Regions from separate parts of the Mus musculus genome. Here region 1 is linked to region 2. The links are chromatin contacts, called in public promoter capture Hi-C maps. All regions are on one chromosome and are shown on one strand. The core of a region is the stretch at or near the end of the contact, and the rest is flanking DNA. Distances in the headings are between cores, read along the strand shown.

The links. Promoter capture Hi-C pulls out the DNA fragments that hold promoters and counts their contacts.
Region 1: a contact with region 2 is called in a promoter capture Hi-C map of 3T3-L1-derived adipocytes, with 2.9 times the contacts expected there. The contact joins the enhancer-like site here to the promoter of Mrps14 in region 2. A contact is called at or near these places in 5 of 39 promoter capture datasets (the 3T3-L1 cell line, 3T3-L1-derived adipocytes, hippocampal neurons and 1 more), 1 of 15 datasets of contacts at CTCF or cohesin (the NIH/3T3 cell line), 1 of 484 Hi-C or Micro-C datasets (large pre-B cells) and 1 of 115 datasets of contacts at active chromatin or transcription factors (bone marrow-derived macrophages).

What each region holds. Positions count from the first base shown.
Region 1 is chr1:160,549,567-160,552,266 of GRCm38.p6, forward strand. The region is part of intron 13 of Rabgap1l (RAB GTPase activating protein 1-like); the gene reads right to left. Among named protein-coding and RNA genes, the nearest start is that of Gpr52, 29 kb to the right of the region's middle. Within about 2 kb of position 1,300, at least 20 of the 459 cell types and tissues checked have an H3K27ac peak or open chromatin away from gene starts, as enhancers often do. A contact at or near this core is called in the NIH/3T3 cell line, where this site is marked.
Region 2 is chr1:160,193,937-160,196,636 of GRCm38.p6, forward strand. It overlaps Mrps14 (mitochondrial ribosomal protein S14), which reads left to right and starts at 1,279. Exons shown (of 3, transcript NM_025474.4): 1 at 1,279-1,375. The coding sequence starts at 1,331.

The sequences.
Region 1 (2,700 bases), core at 50-2,549, 360 kb after region 2:
CTTTTTTCTTTTTTTTCTTTCTTTTTTGGTGTGTGTTTTGACTTTTTGAGACAGGGTCTCACTATGTAGCCATGGCTGGCCTGGAACTTGTTATGAATAGCAGACTGGCCTCCAACTCATAAAATTATGCCTGCTGGGAAGAAAAGTCTAAGCTACCATGTGTAGGCCCACGTGGAAGCTCTTAAACTTCTGGTGTAAATTTTCACAAAAACAATGAGATTATCATTACAAAATACAATTCATGGGCACAGAAAACACTTGATGCTACCTATCCATAACCTAATAAGAAAAAGAAACCACATGTGTGTATTTATGGTGAATATAATGTAATATTTAGTAAGGAAAGATATAAGTAATCACACTCAAACAACTCTACTAAAGCATGGAAACTGGAGTCTGATTTGTACCCCATGAATGATTTCGGGAATGGTCCCACTTGTGTAGATGTAACCAGAGAGATACATACTTGTCTATTCTGTTAGGCTGAAGAAGAAGGGTACAATTTAAGCATGAAGGAATACATAGCGAATATACAATGTAAAGGTTCCTATATCTTCTGCCCTTTGTTTTTTAGCATATGTTTATTCTACAGAGATGAAGAGAGTTGGAAGTCATCACAAGTTTAATAAGTGGAGACAGCTCTGTTTCACTTCGAAGTGGTCTGTTTTCAGGTAAACAATGCAACTCAATTGCAAGTTCAGTGTTTTTAAAGATTAAGGAATCTCTCTCATGGCATGACAACCAGGTGGGAGGAAGATTAGTGGGCAATTATATGGTCACTGTCTTGTGGTTATAAAAAAGGAGACACTGTACTTGTTAATTTGCTGAAGACCAGGCTGTTGGTTAGCCTCACCAGAGATATCTACCATTTAATCCAGTCACTAGTGTCCTGAGTTAAATCCGACTGTAACCTCTGCTTCTGAGATGAGAGTACTATGCAGACTTTTGGTCCTAGTTATTGCTTTTGATTAGTAGTCCACCAGTGCTCTTAAGGATTTCAGTTCTCCAAGAAGGTATGCGATACTGTATATGCCACCAAAATTTCATGTTGAGATGTCATGGCACAACAATGGAATTCAAAAGTGGGACTTTTAAGAGTTGGTTAGATCACTCACAAATGATTCAATGCCAGTAGCATAGGAGTAGGATCTTGGTAAAAGGGCAAGTTTGGGTATCTTCACTCATGTGATCTTGCTTTCTGGAGATGTGGATAACCTTTTGCCACATCATAACACAAGATGTCCTCAATTCACGTGGCTCTCAAAACTTAGTCAGTCTTCCCAGCTTCCAAAAACATGAGTCAGACTATTTCTTTATTTTACTGGCTGTGGTATTCTCCTTTGGCAAGAGCAAGCAGGCCAGTGCCCTCATAGAATGCTGACATTCTGAGTCCCTCATAGGTTTCAACAATTGTCACACTCTTATCCCTATCCTTGACAAAACCTACCTGTCCTACTTTTGAGACTCAACCTCTGGAAATATGTGTAGAGAAAGGAAGACACCAATCAATGGTCTAACTTAAAACTTAGAGTGAAAAGTCTTAGTCTTTGATCCAGCAACCCTACTTCTAAGAATTTGCTCTAACAAGCTCAGAATGTCTGTAAAATGGTATGTGGTCAGGGCTATTGCCATTATTATTATTTGTTGTCACAAGATTAGGAATTGGTATGTCTACCAACAGAATATGTTTTTAAAGAGGTGATAAAAGAATGGGGCAGTTTAGCCCCTATAGATAGAAAAATCATATGAAGAAGGAATGTATATAAGTGTGAATTATGTATCCTTTCCATACACAGAGCTAGAAAATAGTACTGTGGAGTGTGGGAAATAAAGAGGAGAAAATGGGGAGGAAACTTATGTATAACTATATTATTTCATATTTTTGTTTCTGTATTTAAAAATATATTTCACACTATAATTCATTATAGAAAATAAAACAGAATAAAGAACCAAGGATTTATAATTGACTCCTGTAATAGAGGCTGTACATATCCTAGTTTTGAAATAATGAACATCAACAATCCCAAGGATGACCTGCAACAAAAGGAACAAAAGTTCACTGTTGTAAATTCCTGGCACTGTACTCAGCACCATAACTAAGCAAAGCATTACTCTCTGACTTACTTCTTCAATCCCATAAACTTGGGGAACTCAATGAAAGAACAACGTGATATCAGGAACCACATCTCTCAGAGGGAGGCAGTCTCCGTCAAACCCTCACAGGACATATAGACTCCGTGGACTATGACAAACATTCAACAAAGCCTTTAAAACTAGGCTGCTGGGTATATATTTCATGGCAGTTAGAAGCTTCTGAGAGATTCACTCTTCTCATCAGGAGGACAAAGTGAATAAAGGATGAAAATTGCTACAAGGACCACTTCCTAACCAGAGATATTTTTCCCTTCAGAATTTGGGTAATAAGTCTTAGTAGGCAGGACTGCTCAGCCAATGTATCTATACATACACTAAAATCATCCTACCCTGGCTTGGAATTGGGCAGGGAGGGCAGAGAGCATCGGGGATCTCATGTAACTCATAAGGAACCTAGTTTCTAGGGTAAAGGAAAACAGCAAATGGGGGTAACAATAAGCAATGTCAGGAGAAAAACAATGAAAAGTAGTTTAAGATTCTAAAACACAAACAATAGGATGTTAAGAATTTTTTCTATGAACCAAATTAGTAATGAAGACAGAGGAA
Region 2 (2,700 bases), core at 29-2,528:
TCTTTTTTGTTTTGTTTTGTTGTTTTTTTGAGACAGGGTTTCTCTGTATAGCCCTGGCTGTCCTGAAACTCACTTTGTAGACCAGGCTGTCCTCGAACTCAGAAATCCACCTGCCTCTGCCTCCCGAGTGCTGGAATTAAAGGCGAGTGCCACCACGCCCGGCCCTAAAACTCATTTCTTACTCTATAGCCTATAAACATATCTTTCTGACTTTCAAGCCCCTTCCAGAAGTTTGGCTTTCTGAAATTGTAACACATTAGTGAAACTTTTCCTGTTTTTAATTGAAAAGAAATATTTTTATACAGCATATTTCCCCTCCCTCATCTCCTCCAAGATCTTCCCACTTCCCTTCCTATCTAACTCCCGATGAAAACAAACAGGCATCTTAAAACAACAGAAACATAATAAAAGAGTTTGCCGTGTACCCATATCTTGAGATGACTGTAGATGATGCCCAATTATGTTGTGTGTGGCGTGGGGGTGAGTGGGAATGAGTTTTAACCAGGGTTTGATGCTGCTTGCTGGTCTAGGACTTTTTAGATCTTAGTATGATGGCAGGGACTCCTGGTTGTCTTATCCTGCCAAATGGTTTCAGTCAGAGTTTCCCTAGCCCATTAGAAATGTTCACTAACTTGTAACGCTTAAAGAAAAAAACTCTCCTTCTTCCTGGGAGCTTCCTGTGTAAAGAGCCCAATGGGCTGTTCCTCACTGCACCCATCAACACATCTAGGAGACAGGCTAGGAAGATGGCAGGAAAGTGCCCTGTACTAAAGGGAAAACAGCAGGCACATGCACACACACCACTACCGCCGTCCAACCCACAGAGACAAAAACGTAAAACCTATACAACCTTAATACAGATATGATATAATATAATAAAATAAATATAATATATATAATATAATACATATTTAAACCCTTGGCGTGCAAGCAGAAACTCTATCAGGGCCACTACCATCTTCTTTACAGCAGAAATGTGACCAGTGCCAGTTCTGCAGGATGAGTGACAAATGCTGCCAAGCTTCCGCCGGGTGGCGCCAACGCGCAGAACACAGGCGCAGGCTGGGCGGGGCTGGGACAGAGGAACAGCAAGGGCCAGGAGAGATCGCGCAGGCTCACTATTCTCCTACTGCCTAAGTGGGCGGTCCGCATGGATGATTTGCTTATCTATGAAATAACGCGAGAGTTATTTCAAATCCCGCACCTACCCTCTCCCTCTCTATAGGCTAAATCCTGCCCTGGACCCGCCCTTTGGGGCATAAGCCCCGCCTCCACAGAACCTGTTTCCGGTGTTGTACTGCGGCGGTGGTTGGCTGGCTGGGCAGACAACATGGCGGCGTCCGTGCTAGGCTCGCTGCTGCGGACCTTCCGGCAGGTCAGGCCCCTGCCTTTCTCGCCAGCCTACCCCTTCCCTGATTTCCGTGTCCTGTGGGTCCCTCGTAACCCTGTCACCTGTAATGCGCACGGAGGACCGATCCCAAGGCTCCTATCTGCTTTCCCGTCCTGGCTAGGTTAGGAGAGCCCAGAGCAGCAGTCGAGGGCTTGGTATTCAGGTGTGATCCGTCATGTGAAAGCTGCGAGAATGACTCCGGGTTATAAGGAGCCGAGTGTGAGTGGAGAAGAGAGGGGAGAGTCGGATGATTGAGACCTCAGAGGCTCCGATTATGCAAAGAGACTGTAGGGAACTAGCTGTCAGCCAGTGGTGGCTTGGAAGCAGGTGGTGACAATTTCGAATGGGGAGCAGGCCATTCCGCTAAAGCAGAATTAGTTAAAGGAAGGGCCGAGAATTGGCTGTAGAGTTAAGGAGTGGGAGTGTTATGATGCGGATAGAAACTGGAACGAGCAGCAAAGGACGTTGGAGAAGTCTTGGATAGTTTTGTTGGGGAGGGGTGTCAACTAGAGGGAGACCTGGGTGGACCTGGGTTGTTTTTTCTTTACTGTGACATTGCGTCATATCTGTATATTAGAGTGGGGGAACACTGATATAAAGAATAGGGAAGAATCGCTGGAGATCTGCCTTTTTTTTGCAGGCAAGAGGTGATATAGTCTGTGTATGAATTTTGATTTTAGGAATGTGGTTAAGTCATGAATAGCAGTTTCGTCCAGTAGAATTGTAATGCAAACCACAAGGATAATTTAAATATTTTCTAATATTTATATTGAAGTTTAAAAAGGAGGTGCGGTTAATTTTGATAGATATTTTTAGTCAGGTCTATCCTTATCCTAACAAGTCAAAATTAGAATGACTTATGTGACATTTGCATTCTTCTGTTGGAAGCAGGTTTCAAAGTCTGTGTATCTGACACTTAAAATATATATATATCGCAGTTGGGATGCTAACTTTTGCAGTTGGACCAAAACCAAACTTTTAAGCGAGTTAATACCAAGAATTATGTCCCCACTTGTACTGCTTACAGTTCCAGTGCGTATTAGCTGTATCCATGGTTCATGGCCACTGTAATGGACAGAGGTGTCATATAACCAATGAGAGGGGTGTAGAGTGTAGTACAAATACTGCCGAGGGGGCACAGGTATGGTAGTGGGAGTTTGGAAATTCTCTCCAGATTGCTTCTAATTTTATAACTAAGGGTACTGAAGTCATCAGAACCTGAGGGTGTGGGAGAAGGTAACAGTGACTTAAGAAAGAAGAATGAATACACCTGCAAATTGTCCCCAGATTTCCACCTGAGTTGTAGTATG